Linked DNA regions of Mus musculus: all the other regions are linked to region 4. Evidence: chromatin contacts called from public Hi-C, HiCAR-type and HiChIP or PLAC-seq data. All regions are on one chromosome and are shown on one strand. The core of a region is the stretch at or near the end of the contact, and the rest is flanking DNA. Distances in the headings are between cores, read along the strand shown.

Region 1 (2,961 bases), core at 349-2,848, 300 kb before region 4:
CATGCCAACATGGGCGAGTAGTTGCATCAGTGACCCGCCTCAAGCTTCCTCACTGAGACAGCGGAGGTGGCGGAAGGTAGCTCGTGCCGCTGTTCGGAAGACCCCGAGGGTTGGAACCTGTGAATCTTACAGCTTCACGTAGCAAAAAGCCCTGTTCTCACTGAGTTTGGACTTGGTAAGAAGAACTGGGCATTAAGTGAGAGAGTAAACGAGACATTTCGAAAATAGCAGCGAGCTGTTACAAGCTCAGTGGCATTCAAAGCCAATCTGTGCACAAGGACAAAAGTGTGGTGGGGGGTTGTTCTGGCCTGAGTCCTCTATGTGAATAGGAGGATGCCTTCCTTTCCTGAAATCCTCTGCATGTAAGCTGCCCCCAATTCCTCTAAGAGAAGGCCATCATGGGCACGAAGCTAACTAAGACCACCAGAAGGGTGGCGGGTGAAGGGGTCTGAGGAAGAGATTGTGGGGGACTCAGTAAGCTGACTGAGACATGCTAAAGAGGTCTGTTGGCTAGAAAAGGCAAAGGGGAAAGCCTTGGTGGTGGGGACGTATGTGGAGCACTGCCAGCAGGCTGGTCATGTCTCAGGAAGACCAGGCACACTCTGCATGGAGCAGAGAACGGAAGGGCCCCTAAGCCATGGGGCTATGCCCTCTCCTGCTGACCGCTGGGCAGCATGTCCCCAACTCAGAGCTACCACCGCTGCCGCTCACTTTCCTCTTCCGAGGCGTGAGAGAATCAGGGTAACTTTCCAGATGGAAGAAAGGTGACAGTCCCACTGTGATGATCCCATTCAGAAAGAAATCCACCCTGACAGTGCTAGAGGGTCGTGACTAGGGCCAGGGGGACACACTGGAAACCTGGACAGCAAAGCGGAGTTTTGGCTCTCAGACCAGAAGTGAGAAACTCCCATCTCAGATGGAGAAACAGAACAGAAGATAAAAAGGCAAGTAAAATACCCAAGGGGAAATCTGAAAATGCAAAGAATAAAGAGGTAAGACAGCCAGGAAGAAAAACATAAGGGAAAACACAGAAAATGGAACAATGGATGGACATCAGCTGTTCAAGTCCCCATGTCCACCCATTGTTCACAGTGCCCCTGAGACCTGTCCAACAGGTGCAGCTGGGTACAAGGAGCTCATGGTGCACTCAGTTGTGATCTCTAAATCGGTGGCACCTCATGGTCTGTGGCAAAGGCATGGTGGGCATGGATCCAGCACAGCCATGGCTAACATCTGGCTCCAGGCGCCCAGGCGGCAGCTGTGGGTGATGAGTGTTGCTGTGATGTCTCTGAGAGATACTTTGGCCTTGGAGAAAGTGAGTCTGTGACCAGGAACCAGGGTCATTCCTGGCATTGGGCCTCCTTCTGGCTACAGGTCACATCTGTTGCTCAGGTCTGCCCATATTCAGTAAGAAGTAAAACACATTTGGAAGACACCAGCTTACATGAAGTTCAAAGGCGATCTTGCTGCAGGACTTCTTAGAGCCTCTGCACATTCACATGCCCTGTGACATCCAGAGGAACAGGCAGGGGTATAAGCTTTAGGACAGCCTGGGTTTTATCTCAGGATAGCTATTTATAGCTCAAAAGGACACTGGATTCCACAAGAGAGGCCCTGACCTATGTATAAGAACACTGGAACTTGGTACTGTGCACACCTGTCTAAGGCCCCTTCCTTCAGCCCCCAAACCCACAGACTGCCCACTAAGCACAAGTGACTAAAATCTGTTCAACCCAGGTAGCCGGTGCCCTTCCTGTGGCTCATGGTAGAACCCTCACCCTCAAGCTCAGAACTGTGAAGGGCCTGGAGGGAGGCCATACTCTGTAGGTGGTAAGCCTTTCAAGAGAAATACTAAAAGTGACAGGAAGCCAGGGATATCAGAGGAGCCAAGTGACTGCCAAGTAAGGAACAAGCAGATCAGATAATTCTCATGGCACAGGTGACAGTGTTGACCCCATTTGATTGACAAGAAAAGTGGAGCTCATACAAGAAGTTGACCCCCCCAGATCCCATGGTTAGCACAGGATGAACCTGGGATGTGAGTGTGTGGTGGCCTCACTCTGAGCCCACTGTGAGTGAGGGGATACCCGGGGAGGCATTTAGAGTACCACTGCTGAAGAAGCTTATACGCACAAATACTGAGTAGACTAAGATAGCCAGGGAGAGCTTTCTTTATGAAAGGAACAGGGCAAACACAGAGCTGAGAGGGGCGGGGTCACTTTGGGGACCTCTGTGGCCATGTGGAATCGAAGAGGAGGCGGTGGGTGGACTTGGCGAGATGGAGAGAGGTGTCCAGCTGAAGCCACCACAAACTTTTGCATGAGGACCTGGCAGTAGTGCGCCAAGTGGCCTGGAGACAATGAGCTTTGGCATGTCACATCAGTGGGCTCCAGCAGCCCTGCTGACCAACCAGTGCAATCAACTAAGGCCCCTTCCTTCAGCACCCAAACCCACAGACTGCCCACTAAGCACAAGTGACTAAAATCTGTTCAACCCAGGTAGCCAGTACCCTTCCCGTGGCTCTTGGTAAAATCCTCACCCTCAAGCTCAGAACTGTGAAGGGCCTGGAGGGAGGCCATACTCTGTAGGTGGTGAGCCTTCGATCTCAGCACACTTCCACAGAAGCAATAATTGGTATGCAATCCCCACAGAAAGTGGGGAGAAACTCGGAGGGTAGTTTGTTTGGGTCAGGGGTGTCCTGGGCACACTGAGCTTCATCGAAGAGTTATTGATTTGATGATCATGTTTCTGTTAGCTCATCCTATCAACTTCCCCTGCATTCCAGCTGTTAGGCTTAGACAAAGTGACCTGCCTTCCACTCCTCCCTATGGGTGCACCCTCTTACTTATTCCTCCAGTGCAACACCGGCACCTTCTCAACAAGAGAAGCCAGGTTTCTGAGGTTGGATTTCTCTCCAATCTAGTGCAGCTTGACAACATTTCAAATCCGTTTTATAGGCAC
Region 2 (2,704 bases), core at 192-2,691, 340 kb before region 4:
GGTGTGATTATAAAATATGTATAACCACAGGACAGGAGCTTGTCAAGACAGTGTGTAAGAGTACTATATTTGCGCCTAAATATGTAAGACCTGCTCATGTCAATGACTGCCAATTGTACCACAGAAAAGTTGGTGTAGTGTGAACCTTGACTACATCCTAAAGGCGCATGCATTGCTGCCCTGGGATGGTCTTCCTTTGAGGTGGTGGAGACCTCATAGGTGGGATTTAGAAGGAGTCTCTGGGTCACCAGGATGCCTTGGATGGGGATTGTGAGACTCTAGTCTTTTCCTCACATCCTAAACAGTGGTGCCGCTGTCTGTTTAGTTAGTGATTGGACAGGTGTGGAAACAAGGGCGAGAAAGACACGGAGTGCACGCTCTGCTCACCGACCACTTCCTGGAATGTATACCTAAACTGTATTTTCATTTCACTCTCTCTTCCTTTTCCTTTGTGGCACTTAGACCGAGTGGGCTTTGTCATTAGCATTAGTTCTAATTAAGTAAACATCTTGCTTTTGGCTGTTTGTTTCGCATGTTTGTGATTTCCAAGAAAGGGCCAGGCACAGAGATGAGTCACGGAGATGTAGTTCAGGAGGTTTAAGGATCTCACCTGACCTTTGTGCTAGAATGCCACCTGCCACAGTCCTCGATTCCCAGCCAGTGCTTAATCATGCCTGTTGACTTATCATGTGGCATCTTTCCCACCTCTGAACTGTCTGATTGCTACAATCCTAGGAGTTAACGACTGGGGCGATGCGCACAAGGTCACACCTTGCAGATGACTACCTAAGTTCGGAAACTCCTGTCTCAAGAAGAATTCATAGACCACCGCTGTCTTCTATTTTCAAAAGACTGAACGACAGAGCTCAGGATTCTAATGCTAAAATAGTTTAACTCTCTCATTTCACAGAGAAGAGAGCAGAAGACTCCTGGACAAACGGGAGTTGTGATGGTTTGTATTATCCTTGGACCAGGGAGTGGCACCATCTGAAGGTGTGGCCTTGTTGGAATAGGTGTGACCTAGTTGGAATGGGTGTGTCACTGTGGGTGTGGGTATACGATCCTCACCCTACTTGCCTGGAAGTCAGTCTTCCCCTGGCAGCCTTTGGATGAAGACATAGAATTCTCAGCTCCTCCTGTGCCATGGCTGCCTGGATACTGCCATGTTCCCACCTTGATGATAATGGACTGAACCTCTGAACCTGTAAGCCAGGCCCAATTAAATGTTGTTTTTATAAGACTTGCCTTGGTCATGGTGTCTGTTCACAGCAGTAAAACCCTGACTAATACAGGAGTCAAGTAGCTTGCCCACTGCAGCCACAAATCCACACCCTGCTCTCCTGCAGGCCAACTTAAGCATTGAATCCACGGGCAGCAACAGAGCCATTTCTCATTATCCTTCAGAGCCCAAGGAGTTCAGGAATTCGTAAAATGCAAATGTGCTCACACCCTGACTATCAGCTGCCTCATTCTCTCCGGCCAGTTCTGTCTGTGGGACAGCCCTAAGCATCCTTCTGGACTGCGTAATCTTCAGCGCCCATCTCCCTGCATTCCTTCGGGTGACACATTGGAGGCTATCCTTCCTGCCTACAAATCAGGGGTAATATCCCTGCTTCCTGGACCATTGGGCTAGTTAATCACCGAATCCAGCTCTCGACGGCAAAGCTTACCTTGAGGCTGTACACCGCTTTGAATGGACCGTGTCCTGTTATCACCTGCTACCTGGTTCTCGAGTGAAAGGTGTATTTTCATTACTGGGCAAGGGCTGGACGCCACAGCACATTTAACTTTGCTGTTGGTGGCATGTATTGTTTGTCACTGATACTTTTCTCTCACCCTGCTCTACCAAATAATCAGATTTCTCCAGCTTAGTCACATACTGTTATTTATTTCTTATAAAACTCTATGATGGGCAGAGCTGAGAAGGCACGGGATGCTCATGGATGAATTCCCTGACTTTGTGACCTTTCGGTCATTTTCTCTTACAAATGCTGTGGCGTATCCAGGGGTGGACTTACAAGACTTTATTGCTGGAAGGGAGCAGGGCTCTACCAGGAAAAGGCTTGCTCTTATCTGTGCTGTGCACATTATTAGTTTGTAGACAGAGAAACTGAGCCTGAACAGGAAACAGAGAAACTGTGGGCAGCAGAGCTAGGGCAAGACTTGTGCCACGGGAGAACCCTGAAGGGAGATAAGAGATGCTGAGCTAAGGAAGATCAGGGCACAGGAGAGGGCTGTCTGCAGTCAGGTCAGGAGACAGAGCAGCTTTTCCTCCCTGCAGCCACGGTTCTGCATGGTAGCCACATCAGTATCAGGACCTTCATGGGGATTCTTGAAGCAAACCAGGCCAGGGGATACGCACAGGAGCTTGGGAAGTCACCCTTGTGGACGGAGGAAAGCCCACGCTGTTCATAGCTGCCCTCTTGAGAACCCTAAGAACCTTGGTCCTTGGCTGCCCCTTGCCACAGGGGTAGACAGGCATGAACAGTCTGCCCCCTGTTCACTTCTCGACAACTGCTTACAGCTTTTTTCTTGAGTGTGGGGCTAGTCTATACATGGATTTATGAGCTGGCTAGGGCTAGTATGTCTTGGTGACCCAAGCAGATAGGGAGCCTAAAAGTTCACTTCCTTCTGTGTCTGCCCCTACCTCTTCACCATAAACTACAAGGCCCATTATCTCCAGTGTGTCCCACTGCCTGGTGTT
Region 3 (2,728 bases), core at 63-2,562, 400 kb before region 4:
CAGGTGACATGTCAACAAGGATGGGGAAAGTCTCAGAAAACCGCCCTCCTAGATGATGCGCTACCAGCAGCTAAGAGAGGGCAAATCTATCTTCTCCAGGGACAAGGTCCCTGACAGGTTACCGGACACCAGGTGGTTGGCCCTAAACACGTTACACATGAGCAACACTAGATGGACTCAGTGGGTTATATACTTACAAATATATATCAATAATAATTAAAGGTCAAGAGGTCATGAAATTGTGAGGAGTAGGGAGATATGGAAGGTATTGAGAGGGGAGAGGGAGAAGTGGGAATCGTGTAAATACAGGACTCATATATGAAATTCTCAAAACAAAGTAAGTTTAAGTAAAAAAAAAAAGATCACAAAGAACGGAATGCAAATGAGAAATTACAATGATCAGAGACCCTTGTAGGATGTTGGAAGGTGACTGCTTAAAGCCATGTTGTCCCAGTCAGGCAAAAAGCAAGCCACATTACGGAACAAGAAAACATCAACCCTTCTCGTTTTTTTTTTTTTTTTTTTAATTAAAAAAACAAAACCTGAAGATGTGACAGGTGGCAAAGCCATCGTGCATGAGATAATTATATCTCCGGGGCACTGAGAAGCTGAGCCAAGTGCCTTTATTGCTCTGAACTGTTAACTAACAACCTTTTTCCACCCCCAAGACTGCCTGCTAGGCTGCAGGGTTTAATCACAAGTTAACTGAGTATGTGGGAGGGGGACCTAGAGCCCAGGGCAGCATCTTTTATCTAGAGCCACTGTTTAATGGGGGAAGAAATGTTTGCTAGCTGCTAAATGGAGACAGGCGGACAGGTTACTCTCTGTGGAAGGATATGCTGAGCTCAGGGATGCTTAAGGATGCCTGGTTGGCTCCAGGCTTTCTTGCAGTCAGTCTCACGGTTGCCTAGAATCTTTCCCTGCTGCCGGTCTCACCTTTACTCTAGGTCCCATTAAGTCATGAGCAAAAGTGAGATCTTAGACACCCTCCACCCCCTCCCCCCACCAAGGAACTTGGAAATTCTCTCAAGGAAATAGATTTTTGATGTGGGATAAGGGAAGATCAGAGCTGACCAAATAGTCTTTCTTGTGCACATGGGGCCACTGCTTGGTGTCTTGCATACTCTGGGCCAAAGGAAATGGCTCATGAGCCTCTGGCCTACTTGGCTCCAAGTCTTGATGTCTCACCCTGTATGCTTCTTGTTGCTAACAGGAGCCTGTGAACATGATTTTAGGTTCTCTGTATCCAAAGACATTCATCTGTCTTTAATATAGGCATCCTCCCTTAGCCCAGCAGAGGCGCTCAGCACCTGCACATAACAGAGGAGCGCTGTCACTTAAGTGGGTCCCAGAAGAGCTGGCCTTAGAGCTTCCTGTAAGATTACCGGCTTTGATTCCTCGGCACTCCTTGTATGCAGGAGCAGTTAGCTACAGGACTTACATCATGAAATAGAAGGATACTGCTCACAGCCCCCATCTCCTGGCAGTAGAGATAGACTCTGTTTGCATCACTCTTTCCACTGTGGAGGAACGATCCAGAGACCACCGAGCACCTTAGCATGTCTGCTTCCTACTGACAATTGACATCAGTGCAGACCGCAGAGTCCTGAAAACGGCAGAATCCTCCAGCGTATCCAAACTCAACGGGCATTAGAAGCTTGCTTGGAAGTCTCTTGTTTTTTGTGTTTTTTTTTTTTTTTCTGTCACTCAGAGTCACGTGGAATGCCATCCCTACTTCACATCTCAGGTGGATTTGTTATAAGCAAGGAAGTGGAGGAGGTTAATAACTAGCCAGGGCATTGGAGATCCAGAATAAGGCTCTGGGCAGGGACTGGAGTCTCCTTATTCCCAGGCACTCACCTGAACATCTTAGGACCCACCTGGAAACCAAGAATTTTCTTCCTGACTTTGATATTCAAAAATTAAAGACAACGGCCAATCCATCCTTTCCCTTAGTCATTTGCTTTGCATTTATCATGATTTGGCAGATATCTGAACCTCTTGGGAGCTGTTTATACTCCCAGCTTTTCCTTCGTTTGAGTAATACTACCGGCTGTGGGAAAGGGTAGTTTCCTGAATTGTTCCTATTTTGTCTTTCACACAGTCAGACAGATAGCTGACTCAGCTTCCCTAACTCTACAGCTTGGTCACAACCCTGGATGAACAAGACTCCAACTATTTGATACTAAATATAGCTTCTCTCCATTTCTAGCCTGAACCTCCTTCTTGGAACCCAGGCTTGGCCCGTACTGGATCCTCTCACTTACCTTGCCTCTTCTAAGCCCCCAGACACATGAAAAGCCTGACTTCTAGCGTGCAGCTTGATCCTCCATGATGTCCAGGTGGACCTTGGCATAAGGCAGATTGCCCCCTCGGCTTTAAACAGGGTCACTGTGGGTAACCTCCCCACCCAGATTCACACAATTGATTTTTAGTGCTTTTTGGTTATAAAAAAAGTATCAAAAATATGTTTTAAAGGTGCCAAGTCCACATCGACAGTGTCAGTCTCCAGAATGTCCTGGGCTGCACAGCCAGTGATCCCATCTGCATCTTCCAGGCTAGCCATCACATTTCTGCAATATCTGCCCCCACTCTGCCAGAGATGATGGACCTTACAGTGATTCCCATGACCGACCAGTGTGCTCCTGACTTCACACTCTTTATAGAACCATAGGCCTGCAGAGCTGGAAGGAACCCTTCATGTCACGTGGGTCTCTGGTACATGATT
Region 4 (2,899 bases), core at 211-2,710:
AAAAATAATAACTTGTCGATGGGGACTGGGGAGGAGAGGGAGAAAGTTTCCAAGAAGTGGGGAGCTACCCGAAAGCCATTCACCATTAGAGGGGAGCTGATGACACTTGATGCCCAGGATGGAGATGCTTAGAGAACACTAAGTATGGAGCCTCAGAGCTAGTCACACCCTTTCATGATTCCCTGAAAACATGGAAAAGCAAAGCCCACACATCACTGAGGCTTCTAACCGCTTTCCATCCTCAGGTGCGAGTCCACACTGGGGTGCTAACAGTAACACACCCGGCACCCGGCGTGGGCTCGCTCGGGGTCAATGGCAGTGGAGAGGTGGGCGGTGTTGAGAAGCCGAAGAGCCTGAGAGCCTGGAGAGAGGAGGCGCGCTGAGACGCACAGCTGCAGCCCCCGCCCCCACCCCCACCCGCGACCCGGAGCGCACTGCCCGAGGAAGTGGCGTCGGGAAGAGTGGACGTGGGGCAGCCTGGGGGGCCACCGGCGCGGGGCTGGTCTCCGTAGGGGTGCGCGCGAGAGCGCGCGTTCCCTGCCGCGCCCCAGCAAAGCAAGGGACCCCGAAGCAGCGGCTCCTCGGCTCGCCGTGGCCAGACTGGCCGGCCGGCTTTCGAGGCAAAGGCGAGAAATGCAGGCAGCGCCGACACTTGGGGAACTTTCCCCCTCGCTCGGGATTTCATGGGAACCACATGCTCCGAAGAAGCCCGGCCGCGGAGGGGGAGGGGCGGGAATTTTCCGCTCCGGCTCGCACGGCGGCTCGGCCGGCTCCCGCGGGCTCCCGCGCGCGGGGTTGGCGCCCCTCGCGAGGCACGCGGCGAGGGCCGCTCCACCGGGACCCGCCGTGGGCAGCGCGGGCGAGCCCGGCGAGGCGCTGGGGTCCCGCTTACCTTGGTGGTTTTCCTCTGGAACGTACATCCTCGTGTTTTCATTGACCATTGGCCAAAAACTGCTTGGAAAGGAGAAGCCACAAAGAGGAAGAAATGCAGCAACAGCCGCGAGCGGCTCGGGATGGATCCCTCCTCCGAGGCCGGCGGCTCTCGCGCAAATCCAGGAACCCGTGGATCCGCAGTGGTTCTTGCTCCCTTCGGGTGATTACCTGATCCCCATTATTGCACCAAACACCAAAAACTGCTGCTTTCCACTACCGCCTCCTTTCGTGAGATTGTAATGCATCCTCAGTACATCCGGGCCCCTTCCAAGAATTTAGCACCGCACCTCTGGCGGCTACACCATTTGAAAATAAAAATGATAAGAATAATAAATGGAGAGGCAGAGCGAGAAGAGGCGCAAAGGCGAGGCGAGGGAAAGCGGCGGGCCCGCGGCGCCGGGTGGACCCCGAGCCGCCAGGGGGCCCGAGGCGTCTCCGGCCCGCCCAGGGCGATCGCCGCGAGGCCCCGACCCGCGATCTTCGGCGACGGCAGCCGCGAACACCTGAGGGCGAGCCCGCGGGAAGCGTCGCCGCCGCCGCCGCCACTGCCGCCGCCGCTCCGGGCCGCGCCGCGCCGAGCGCCGTTCTGGCAGGGAGCTGTTTCTGCAGAGGCAGCGAGAGGGAGACACCGGGCGCGAGAGCGCGGCGCGGCCTCCCTCCTCCCTCCAGCCCCGCCGCGCCCGCGCCCGCCCCTGCCCGCGCCCGCCCGCCCGCCCGCCCGCCCGGCGCGCCGGAGCAGACGAGCTGAACGCTTCCAGATGTGGCGGCGGCGCGCGGCGGGGACCGGAGCCCGAGTGGAGCGGCGCCGCCACGCGAGAACCCCCTGGCTTCGCGACGGCGGGGAACGAGCCCAGGAGCGGACACACCTCCGAGAGCCCGGCTGCAAGACCTCCACCCTCCCGAGGCCCCGCGGCCACCGCGCGTCCCTGGGGGGGTGGGGGGGGGCGCCACGCTAGCAAGGCCTGGGAGGGGAATCCCGGCAACACGAACTACAATGTGCCCAACTCCCGGCCCCTTTCACATCGACCGGACGAAACAGCAAAATGAGCCGTGATTCTGTTGATCGATTACAATCAGAGCGGTTGTAGAAGTGACACACACAGGCAAGGATGGGCAGATGGGCGGGGAGAGAGAGAGCCCAAGAGGCGGAGCCTTGTGGGCAAGGCAGCAGTGGTGCCCAGATGTCTGAGAACATTAACACAGCCAGGTTTGCTCTCTCCTTGGGGTCAGGCGAGCACGTGTTCTGCCAGTGTCTCCTTACCTACTTCTCTTAATTCTGCCACCCTGGCGGGGAGCTATGAAACACTTCTCCCTGACTCTCGCTGTCACAGTAATATGTATGGCACCTCCTGCACGCACGACCCTCTAGATGGGGCTGGTGAGCCCATTCTAGAAGGGCCTACCACTGGGAAACCAGATCTAAATATCAACCCTTAGAAGACTTCACGCCCTGTCTCCAGGTTCCCTAAAAGACCCTATCATCTACGTGGCTTTAAGCACGGCTAAGTGTCAGCTGCAAATCTCCAGTTTAGACCTTCCTTCTCACCCATAGGCCAGCCAACCTGCCCTCTCCACTTGAGAATCAAACCTTATATGTCCAGGCCTGCTTCTCACACAGCCTTCCCCCAACTCAGCTGAAGAACCCTGGAGACACCTTGACTTGATCTCCTCCACCGCTTCACATCAGTATATCTCGGAATTCACCTCAGACAGAACAAGGCAGTGTAACCTTCCCTGGCTTTCTCTGCTGCCACCTTCCATGGCTGAGCCAAAGTTCTACCTCTGGCGCTCTGCAGTAGCTGGTTCTCTATTTACCCTCCTCTCCTCGGGTTCGTTCGGTTGGAACAATCCACTTCAAAGGGTGCGTCTAACCCAGACCCTCCAGTGGCCTCTGTCATTTTAGTGACAGTGACAGTATCCTACAAGGACTGCAGGAACAGCTAGGGACGACGTCCATCACACACTT
Region 5 (2,700 bases), core at 158-2,657, 280 kb before region 4:
TGCTGAAGAGAAGGTAGAGCCAACACTGGGACCATTGCCAGTCTTGCCCAAATCACAGGTCTCATGGAGATGCCCTGGTGTTCTTCTCTGTGAGGACTACAGGAGAGGCTTCAGGTCACATGAAAGACACAGTGCTCACCCAAGAAAAATCTCGCTTCCACTGTAACTGCAACCTCTCTATCCTTGAAGAGCACGCTGATTCCTGCTGGCTTCAAGGCTTGTGAATAAAGAAGAAAATCCTTTTCCCATTACTGAGCTCAGTAAAGCTGGGAATTTTCACATGAAAATCTCATTAGGAAACCAAAAAAAAAAAAAAGTAGAAAACAGCAAAACATACAGAACATGTTGAGTTGGGTAACAGAACACTGGCAGGCTGGCCGTGCTCTGTGATCTTAGGACTCTCACATCTAGACTAGTTACTGAGCATACACCCTCCCTTTTGTCACCAGCTCCATGTGTTCGCCATTTCTGCAGCCCTTTCTGCTGGACTCCGTTCACTCCCCTGAAGGTCATCTCTGGACTCAGAACCCTCCAGAACCCAACCCAGGGTTTCCTAATATTGAAAACTCTTCAATTTACACATCCAGTAAATGGGATGACATCTGTGTCACCAAGGAGAGAAGATGGCTATTCTCTGCAGGCAGCAGGGGACATATATATATATGTTTTAAACCAAGGATCTATCTCTGGGGCATCTCACATTTATCCTGCCTCTTCCCTAAGCATCAAGACTGCAGAATGTCTTATCTTATTAGCCACAATTACTTTTTCATCGGCCTTCGATTCTAATATGGTGTTCATCATGGCCAAGTCCAGGTTCATCCCATGAAATAGGAGGTGTTATTTGCATCCACACTACAGCAGCCTTATCAGGAGCAGGGGGACCCTAACACTGGTCTGCAGGGCCCCAGCTTCCAACCTGCACTACTGCTGGTTGACCCTTGAAATCTCGGAGAACCATGTAGCTTTTCTCCCGGTCTCCCTTCTCAGTCAAATCCAGAGGTGCAGTCATTCTCCAAAGGGCTGTGGACAACAGAACGTTAAATCATCTGCCCTAGTAGGCGAGAAAATCGGTACCCAAAAGGATTTAAACATGGGAGAACAGGGGCCTGAGTAGCGTCGGAGCATCTGTTCCGGGCATTTGACATGCATCACTGAATCCTATAACAACCCAGAAAAATAAAGAGCTCCTCTCCTCTCACACAAGCCAGAAACAGGCTCATAGAAGTCGAACGGTTTGCTCTGGACCATGGAAGCAGTGGGTGGGGTGTGTGTGTGTGTGTGTGTGTGTGTGTGTGTGTGTGTGAAATCTGAGCCATCAGAATCCAAAGCTCTTCCTGCTAACAGCCTGCTTAACACTATACAGCCGGTTGATTGCCACATAGACACATGGGCAGGACAGCAGCAGTCGCCCCTGTATACAGGCCGGCTGTGGGGCCTTCTCTGGAGGAGACACAGAGGGGCCAGTCCAGCAGAACACAGGCCCACTGTCCTTAGCCAGAGCTAGCAATCAGCCCACACTGCTTGTCCCTCCTCACCTCAGCCAGTGTTCACTTAAAGAGGCCTCATCAGCCAGGATGGATTTCCAGGGTCTGCCGGGCGGCTCCTGCTACAGCAGTAGGCCTTGCTGCTCTCAATAAGCCCAGGTTTCTGTAGAAGCTGAAGTTGCAGGCTAAGCTTGTAGTTATGAAGTGGGGCGCTGCAAGGCATGAACTGCTAACTCAGGAGAAGCTATTGGGGTGAGCTTTGGCTGAGGGCTGGGAGTACCAAGTGCACAGCAAGGTAGCTAGGGATCCACCAAGGCCACAGACGCTTAGAAATGTAGATTGTCTCAGGAATCCAAGCAATGTAACATAGGCCAGCATCCCTTAAGAAACTCCCTGTAGTCGCTACATTCTACTGAATGTCTCCATAAATCAAAGCCAAGACATTCAGCCAGTGTGCTCACACGTAAAGGTTGGTATTCACGCTGAGACTGTAACCAAGTGCTTGCTCCAGTGGACACTAGACACTCCCTCCAACCTGAGCTCAAATCATTTTGTTCAAAGAACAATGCAACAACAACAACAACAACAACAAACAACAACAACAACCCATAACTCCCTAGCAGATATAAAGCTACCCAAAGAGGGATTCCCAGTGAGGGATGATTGGAAACGCTGGATTAGGAAGGAAAGAAAAGAATACTCTTGGCCAACAAGTGGTCTCTCAGAAATCTATTACAGCAAACGGATATATCCAAGGTCCTGGGAAATTGGATACTTTTCTTCCTACTGATGACAAGACCTGATTAATGTGCTGTCAGGGCTCCTGTAGCTTCCTAGGAGAGACTGAAGTACACTTTCGAATTTTCCTAATGAACACACAGCTTTTTAAAAAATAAAAATTAGAGAAATTAAGTTGTATGGATGCACTAAGGCTAATTATCAAATGGAAAGAGTTACTGTAGTAACTATAAAAAGGCTGCCAGTATTAGTCAGAAATAATTCATGTATTTCCTTCTCTCTCTCCTTCACTTCACATCATGGATCCTTCATTATAAGCCAGAGTCTGGGGAAGTGTTGGCTTTAAGATGATCCGAGTTCTTCAGGAAATCTGATAAACAAACCATCCTCTGGCTTCCCCCACGTTCAAATTGAGTTTGAGAACAAGCAGAGCATGGTCAGTTCTGAGCCCCAGGGCTGGGGACTCCATTGATGG
Region 6 (3,007 bases), core at 233-2,732, 430 kb before region 4:
AAGCAGGATGATTTCGGTACTGCTTAGCCTATGGTGTTCTAGTGTAAACTGATGTATGAAAGGCAACACTGGCCAAGTAGGAATACTTTATACACTCAAACCTGGTGAGGGGAGTAACTGTAGACCAACTGATTTACAATCCAGGACTCTGTCTCCATATAAGTTGTGGGGAGCTGGGAGCACTCAGGCTTCGGTACGTGAGATGCAGGCATGCACTAGGTTTGGGACCGGGAAAAAAGAGAGCTCCTTTTCCTCCCGCCATCCTTACACACCTGTTGTTTGGGCTGAAGATGAAAAATGCACTGGCTTCCGGCATGGGAACTGCCTTTTCCTTAAGGTGCAGCTCAGACAGGGGCCGGGGGCGTGGCCCCACAGGCATCTCTGGCTCCTCTTCATCCTCTTCCCCTATAAGGAAGAGAAAAGCTCCATTCTCAGCGACTCCACCACTCACTCCCACCTCTGCGCCCACTTTCAGACACATCCTACTGAGGATCAAGACATCATCTCTGGTACCTCTGAACTAACTATAGGATGCTAATCCAGGCAGATGTTCTGCCTCGCCTCGTGGGGCTATCCAAAGCCACCTCTGTTAGAGACAGACATTGCTGAAAGTATATAATAGTAGGGGCTGTATGTAGGATGAGCAATGTGTTTGTGGTTGTTCAAACTGTTCTGGTTTTTAAAATCCGGAACAGTTTTAAAATGGTTTTATATGCTTGGCGATTTCCTAGTATTGAGGGAAAAAAAAAAAACCCAAAACAGATGATTGGTTACCCTGTTTGGAAGGTGCTAGAGAAGAGGCTGGGTAAGCCCAGACATTGCCTGTGGTATCCATTCATCTCAGCTGTAGGTGGGTAAAGAGGATGGCTTAGTTTACTTGTGGCATACCTTACGGACAACTCTATTTTTTGAGACACCCATTGATCAAATGAGGGAACTTACTATTGCCTTGCAGCTAAATTGACATGGCCACGCACTGCCTTCTAAATATTTATTTTTATGCCTATAAACAAATGTTACTTTCAGTCATGATCAGAGAATCTTTAATTGCAATGGATGGTAGTAAATGCAGAGGCTTGTGGTCACTGTATGTGCTCAGCCCTAAATAGGACATTTATATTTAAGACTCAGGGAACACGACAAAAGAAGGCATGGAAGGAATCCGTGAGCCTGAAGTTAGGAATAGAAGCTTCTAAGTGCTACCTTCTGGGTATGACAGCCACTGCAAGCAGGATCCCACAGCAGCTGAGGCTGCCTTTACATAGCCTGCATAAGACTGGGCCTATCATTAATCAGTCATGGATGGGGCGAGACTCATGGGCCCTACCTCTCCCTGCTGAACTACTGGCTTCACTGGCTTCTGGGTAGGGGCAGTTATTGTCTTCGGTTGTATATCCACGGAAGCGCCTACCAGGCTGCAACAGACACTCCTAATCCCACAGTCATACAGGCAGCTCTGATTAAGCTCTACATAGGCAACTCTGACTAACCTAAAGTGAGTCACAGAACCAAGCAAAAAGACATGAATGTAGGGAAGGGGGTGTGTATGATGGGGGTGGGAGGAAGGCGGAAGAGGTGGGGGTGGGGTAAGAGTAACCAGAATGCACTATACTCCATATTCATGCATAAAATTGTCACGCAACAAATTTAATTAAAATTCACTTTAAAAAACTTAACAAATTATACTTCAATACCGCTCCCACCCCCACCCCCCACCCCGTACTTTCCCAGGATTGCTCAGAAAACAAGGCGGAGAGAGTAAGAGCTCAGGCAACGACAAGAGGCCTTTCATCCTGAGGCTGCGCACTGGCATCAAGTGAAGGGATTCCTTTGCTCTTCTGGCCAGTGGTGTAGCTTTGGGAAACTGGAGTCAAACAGTTCCTATTTAGCTTGCCTCACAGCATCTATGGGAGAAGGCTCTATGCGTGCTTCTCGTTAAACGTTCTTGGAAATGCACAGCCCGAGAAAGGCAGCAGTAACACGGCTGTTCCAGAAATGCCCTTGGTCTAAATCATGGCCCTGTTTCTTTCTGAATACGGCTCTCGCATTTGGTCCCCCCCTCTGCTCAGCCTCGCCTAGGATGGAATAATAGTAATAGTGTATGGATATTTCAGAGCACTGTCTGGCACGCAGCGGAGGCTGTGGAAGCATCATCTCTCACACTAGCAATCGCTACCCACAGGACAGATGCTGAGCGTATGAAGTCAGTGCCCATCTTCCTCAGTCTCATCCTTTCCCTGATCTGAATCAACTGATCTCCTCAAGCCCAATCATCGCCTGGCAGCAACTTCAATGGGGGGGGCCTGGTATCCTCCAAGCACTCCCAGAATTCCAGAGTACGATCTTAGAAACAGTGTCTTTGCAGATGCAATTAACTATGATAGACTCTGCCGGGCCATCCGTCTAACGCTAGTTGCTCCTACTCTTGTTTAAGGGCACACACACAAGTTAGAAGGCCATGTGAATAAAAACAGAGACAGATTAGCATGGTTGGTCTGGAAGACTTCTGGCTACCACAGGAATTAGGAAGAGGCAAGCAAGGATTCGTCAGCAGAATGAGGATGGCTCTATTAAAACGGACGTCAGATTTCAAGTGAGAGAGAACGAATCTCTTTGATTTTAAGGCATCCAACGCGTGGTTATTTCTTAGGTTTCAGGAAGCTTAGGCCCTGGCTAATGCTCTCCATCTTTGAGCATCCCTTCATTGTCTTCTCTGCAGAGCTGACAAGGATGTCAGTGTAGAGACATGGATGTGAGAGAGGGGCTTGTAGGGGAAAGGGGAGGGGACTAACAAGGGTGGGAGGGAACAGAAGAGGGTAAGGAGGCAAGAGTAACCAGAATGCATTATATATGGATGAAATTGTCAAGGAATAAATTTAATAAAAATATTCCTTATAAAATTAACAAATTATACTTCAAACTAAAAACAAACAAACAAAAAAACCCAAAAGACAAAAAACCCCAACAAAACAATCCCTCCCAAAACCACCCAACCAATCAACCCACC
Region 7 (2,700 bases), core at 94-2,593, 370 kb before region 4:
CTGAACAACGAGCCCTCCTGGGCCAGCCAGGCAGCATTTCCCAGCTCTTTCCATTCCCTGGCCGTGTCTGGAAGCTTGCAGACTGCTCTGCAACACCTCTCCTTTTTGTAGTGTCTGATCTCCCCTTCCCACTTCCTCCTGCAACTGTGGAGTGACAAGAAGAGGCTGTGGATGGATGATGTTCTGGCCCAGCCCTCCATCCTTTAAACTTTTCTATTAGAATGGATGCAGCTTCCTCATTTGAACCTCAGTCTTTCCTTCTGTGAAATGGAAGCATGAGTAGCTTCTAGCTCATGAAGCTGTCATGAACACTGAATCAACTAACATGAGCTATGCAGAGCACAGGCTCTGACACAGTATGGGGAGACAGACTGTGCCATCCTTGGGATAGTGCTTTCATGGGCTCCAAGGCTTCCTCGTTTTTCTGAAAGGTTGGTCTAACTCACGTCTAGCTGATGAATGAGTGGGATTTCCCCCCTGAATATTTGAGGTTAACAATTACACTGCTGTCCTTATTAATCAAGATGCCAATTTTAAACCATCACCAGTGTGGCTTAAACTCACTGGAGCTTGTTTCCTGGTTTGTCACTGCACAGGTTAGAGGCAATGCATTCAGAGTCACGGGACCTTGACAAAAGCCAGAAGGGGTGGACAACTGCTTACAGACATCTGGCTGGCTGGACAAAGGGCCCATCAATGTGTCTGGAACTGCCCGGAGCATGCTGCAACTTTGTGGATGCTCGGGTGCTAGCAGGCCCCAGAACAGAGCAAATGAACTGCAGGTTCAGAGGCTAAAGAGTCGTTATATTCCTGTCCCATGTCAATCAAATGTTCTGAAAGCCATTAAGCATCAAAACATTGGATTATGCACATCTATGTAACTACTTGATCTAAATGAGACCAAGGTGTCATTTCAAAATGATCTTTCGCCAGCATCAGCAGCTGCTCCTTTAACATCTCTGACTCGACACCAGCAGGTTGGCCACACTTGTGGGAGACAGGGACAGCAATGGCTGTAAGGATGAAAACGGAGCCTTCAGAGTCTGGTTCGCATTCTCCAGATTGTATTGCTACATGCTAAGATTTGGTCCCTAACATCTGAGGGAAGAAAATGGAATTTAAGTTCCATACATATATTGGTTTAGAGCTCCGGGCTACGCGACAACCAGACTTATTCAATGCAGAGCTAGCAGCCAGTGATAAGAAAACAGGATCCAAACTAAGCCTTCAGGCCCAAGTCTGCCGACTGCCAGAAAAGTGACGTGTCTTGGCTCAAGCTACTCATCTTTAAAAGTCAAAGTAGTTACTGCAGTCAGCACTGCTACTGAGCGCTGACTGTATACTAGTCCTGTGCCTAATACTCTACTTGGACATTCCCGTTCATTCTACAGTGACAGCCACCCATGAGCTGATGTTATCTTTCTTTTTTTGACATGGAAAACAAAGATTTAAAAATATGAGGTTGCCAGATATTGTGCACCCAGCAAACACAGAGTTAGGATAGCCAAATTTCTGTCTTGAAAGGGGATAATGAGCTTGATTCTTTTCCAATGCTGTCAGTGAGATTCATGTATAAACAACGGGCCATTTTCTTGTGTTGGAAGATAAGAACAACCCACCACCACCCTCAACCTCCAGGCAGCTAACCAGGAGCTTATATACGACTCCATCTCCTGCTCTCCTGTGGTCTCACCTTGGCAAAAGGCAAGATGTCTTTCTGGGCCATGGGAGGGATAAGATAGGAGTTTTTCCTTTGCTCTATTGCAGACTGAACCCCACGCCCTGACCATGGAAGGAGACAGAACACTGCCCAGTCTGCACTGAAAGGCGCCTCTTTCCTTCCTCTTGAACTGCCCCCAGCAGTAAATCCCTAGGTGCCCAGAAAAAAGAGTTGCCCCATCCAAGCAGAGCAGAAACAGCTCCCCCACCTCCTTCTAGATCAAAGTCAGTAGGCAAGTCCCCTAGAGAGGGCCAGAGGGTCACCAGGAGCATTTAAGTGTCAGGTCTTGGCATGGCTGGCATGAGCTAGTGAAAAATGGGTAGCCGAGGAGACACTCTAGGTCTCAGTGGTGAGAAGGTAGCCATTGTTGGGGTCTCGATACCACAGCCACAAGTCATTCTTTTATTGCAAATTGCATCTGAGCAAGGGCTAAAAACAGGTAGGTTTGTGTTTGTGGCCACCTAGATAAATCTGAAGGAAAATGAATTACACCTCCTCTCTAACCTCATGATAACCTGTGGCTTTAAATAGTTATGTGTCCTTCACATTCAGAAAGGTAAAGATCAACAATTGCCTGTTTGACTTTGAAATGAGAATTAGACTTGTAGTCTATATTTCTTTACACATAAATGTATGTGCATACACACAAATACACACACAGTCATGGAATTTTGTCTCTTTGGTTTTGATAGTGCTGGGACGGAACACAGAGAGTGTCCATGGGATACCTGCAGATACCTTACCACTGAACCACCCTGCCATATCAACTTGTATTTTAAACCAAACTCTTCCTTTTCTGGCCTGTTGACTCAATAAAAGTGGTTTAAAGCTTGCACTTGCCTGCAGATGATAGCTGTCTCATGGGCTCAGGCCTGTGTTTATTCCCAAGGGCACTGTGAGTGTTGTGTGTGCACAGGAACCTTCTTTCAGAGTCCTGCCGTGAACTTATCCCCACTCAAGACTCTTTCTGCACTGCTGCT

What was found. A called contact is a pair of places that touch in the nucleus more often than the background predicts. HiCAR-type assays count read pairs that join an accessible place to other places. HiChIP or PLAC-seq counts read pairs in DNA pulled down with a chosen protein or histone mark.
Region 1: a contact with region 4 is called in an H3K4me3 HiChIP or PLAC-seq map of the SCID.adh cell line, with 12 read pairs. The contact joins the enhancer-like site here to the promoter of Cacna1c in region 4. A contact is called at or near these places in 2 of 15 datasets of contacts at CTCF or cohesin (both in the NIH/3T3 cell line), 4 of 484 Hi-C or Micro-C datasets (the G1E-ER4 cell line, cortical neurons and embryonic stem cells), 15 of 115 datasets of contacts at active chromatin or transcription factors (the NIH/3T3 cell line, the SCID.adh cell line, SST interneurons and 10 more) and 2 of 9 other capture datasets (embryonic stem cells and pancreatic islet).
Region 2: a HiCAR-type map of embryonic stem cells shows a contact between it and region 4, with 3 times the contacts expected there. The contact joins the enhancer-like site here to the promoter of Cacna1c in region 4. A contact is called at or near these places in 2 of 15 datasets of contacts at CTCF or cohesin (both in the NIH/3T3 cell line), 5 of 484 Hi-C or Micro-C datasets (brain, cerebellum, cortical neurons and 2 more), 11 of 115 datasets of contacts at active chromatin or transcription factors (the NIH/3T3 cell line, SST interneurons, craniofacial prominence and 6 more) and 1 of 9 other capture datasets (embryonic stem cells).
Region 3: an H3K27ac HiChIP or PLAC-seq map of SST interneurons shows a contact between it and region 4, with 6 times the contacts expected there. The contact joins the enhancer-like site here to the promoter of Cacna1c in region 4. A contact is called at or near these places in 1 of 15 datasets of contacts at CTCF or cohesin (the NIH/3T3 cell line), 3 of 484 Hi-C or Micro-C datasets (cerebral cortex, cortical neurons and uterus), 13 of 115 datasets of contacts at active chromatin or transcription factors (the NIH/3T3 cell line, the SCID.adh cell line, SST interneurons and 8 more) and 1 of 9 other capture datasets (embryonic stem cells).
Region 5: a contact with region 4 is called in an H3K27ac HiChIP or PLAC-seq map of SST interneurons, with 4 times the contacts expected there. The contact joins the enhancer-like site here to the promoter of Cacna1c in region 4. A contact is called at or near these places in 7 of 39 promoter capture datasets (the 3T3-L1 cell line, cranial neural crest, hippocampal neurons and 3 more), 1 of 15 datasets of contacts at CTCF or cohesin (the NIH/3T3 cell line), 3 of 484 Hi-C or Micro-C datasets (3T3-L1-derived adipocytes, cerebral cortex and nephron progenitors), 16 of 115 datasets of contacts at active chromatin or transcription factors (the NIH/3T3 cell line, the SCID.adh cell line, SST interneurons and 10 more) and 2 of 9 other capture datasets (embryonic stem cells and pancreatic islet).
Region 6: a contact with region 4 is called in a Hi-C map of cerebral cortex, with 2.4 times the contacts expected there. The contact joins the enhancer-like site here to the promoter of Cacna1c in region 4. A contact is called at or near these places in 2 of 15 datasets of contacts at CTCF or cohesin (both in the NIH/3T3 cell line), 4 of 484 Hi-C or Micro-C datasets (cerebral cortex, cortical neurons, embryonic retina and 1 more) and 13 of 115 datasets of contacts at active chromatin or transcription factors (SST interneurons, craniofacial prominence, embryonic basal ganglia and 10 more).
Region 7: a contact with region 4 is called in a Hi-C map of cortical neurons, with 2.3 times the contacts expected there. The contact joins the enhancer-like site here to the promoter of Cacna1c in region 4. A contact is called at or near these places in 2 of 15 datasets of contacts at CTCF or cohesin (the NIH/3T3 cell line and stem cell-derived epiblast-like cells), 7 of 484 Hi-C or Micro-C datasets (the N1E-115 cell line, cerebral cortex, cortical neurons and 2 more) and 11 of 115 datasets of contacts at active chromatin or transcription factors (the NIH/3T3 cell line, SST interneurons, VIP interneurons and 8 more).

What each region holds. Positions count from the first base shown.
Region 1 is chr6:118,804,068-118,807,028 of GRCm38.p6, forward strand. All of the region lies in intron 3 of Cacna1c (calcium channel, voltage-dependent, L type, alpha 1C subunit), which reads right to left. Among named protein-coding and RNA genes, the nearest start is that of 1700080F18Rik, 35 kb to the right of the region's middle. Within about 2 kb of position 1,599, at least 4 of the 459 cell types and tissues checked have an H3K27ac peak or open chromatin away from gene starts, as enhancers often do. A contact at or near this core is called in the SCID.adh cell line, where this site is marked.
Region 2 is chr6:118,769,185-118,771,888 of GRCm38.p6, forward strand. The region is part of intron 5 of Cacna1c (calcium channel, voltage-dependent, L type, alpha 1C subunit); the gene reads right to left. Among named protein-coding and RNA genes, the nearest start is that of 1700080F18Rik, 70 kb to the right of the region's middle. Within about 2 kb of position 1,442, at least 20 of the 459 cell types and tissues checked have an H3K27ac peak or open chromatin away from gene starts, as enhancers often do. A contact at or near this core is called in embryonic stem cells, where this site is marked.
Region 3 is chr6:118,706,554-118,709,281 of GRCm38.p6, forward strand. The region is part of intron 10 of Cacna1c (calcium channel, voltage-dependent, L type, alpha 1C subunit); the gene reads right to left. Among named protein-coding and RNA genes, the nearest start is that of Gm38887, 110 kb to the left of the region's middle. Within about 2 kb of position 1,313, at least 6 of the 459 cell types and tissues checked have an H3K27ac peak or open chromatin away from gene starts, as enhancers often do. A contact at or near this core is called in SST interneurons, where this site is marked.
Region 4 is chr6:119,107,035-119,109,933 of GRCm38.p6, forward strand. It overlaps Cacna1c (calcium channel, voltage-dependent, L type, alpha 1C subunit), which reads right to left and starts at 1,461. Exons shown (of 47, transcript NM_001159534.2): 1 at 893-1,461. The coding sequence starts at 941.
Region 5 is chr6:118,826,469-118,829,168 of GRCm38.p6, forward strand. The region is part of intron 3 of Cacna1c (calcium channel, voltage-dependent, L type, alpha 1C subunit); the gene reads right to left. Among named protein-coding and RNA genes, the nearest start is that of 1700080F18Rik, 13 kb to the right of the region's middle. Within about 2 kb of position 1,408, at least 36 of the 459 cell types and tissues checked have an H3K27ac peak or open chromatin away from gene starts, as enhancers often do. A contact at or near this core is called in SST interneurons and pancreatic islet, where this site is marked.
Region 6 is chr6:118,676,034-118,679,040 of GRCm38.p6, forward strand. Cacna1c (calcium channel, voltage-dependent, L type, alpha 1C subunit) reads right to left here. Exons shown (of 47, transcript NM_001159534.2): 19 at 273-405. Among named protein-coding and RNA genes, the nearest start is that of Gm38887, 81 kb to the left of the region's middle. Within about 2 kb of position 1,483, at least 12 of the 459 cell types and tissues checked have an H3K27ac peak or open chromatin away from gene starts, as enhancers often do. A contact at or near this core is called in SST interneurons and cerebral cortex, where this site is marked.
Region 7 is chr6:118,738,883-118,741,582 of GRCm38.p6, forward strand. All of the region lies in intron 8 of Cacna1c (calcium channel, voltage-dependent, L type, alpha 1C subunit), which reads right to left. Among named protein-coding and RNA genes, the nearest start is that of 1700080F18Rik, 100 kb to the right of the region's middle. Within about 2 kb of position 1,344, at least 14 of the 459 cell types and tissues checked have an H3K27ac peak or open chromatin away from gene starts, as enhancers often do. A contact at or near this core is called in cortical neurons, where this site is marked.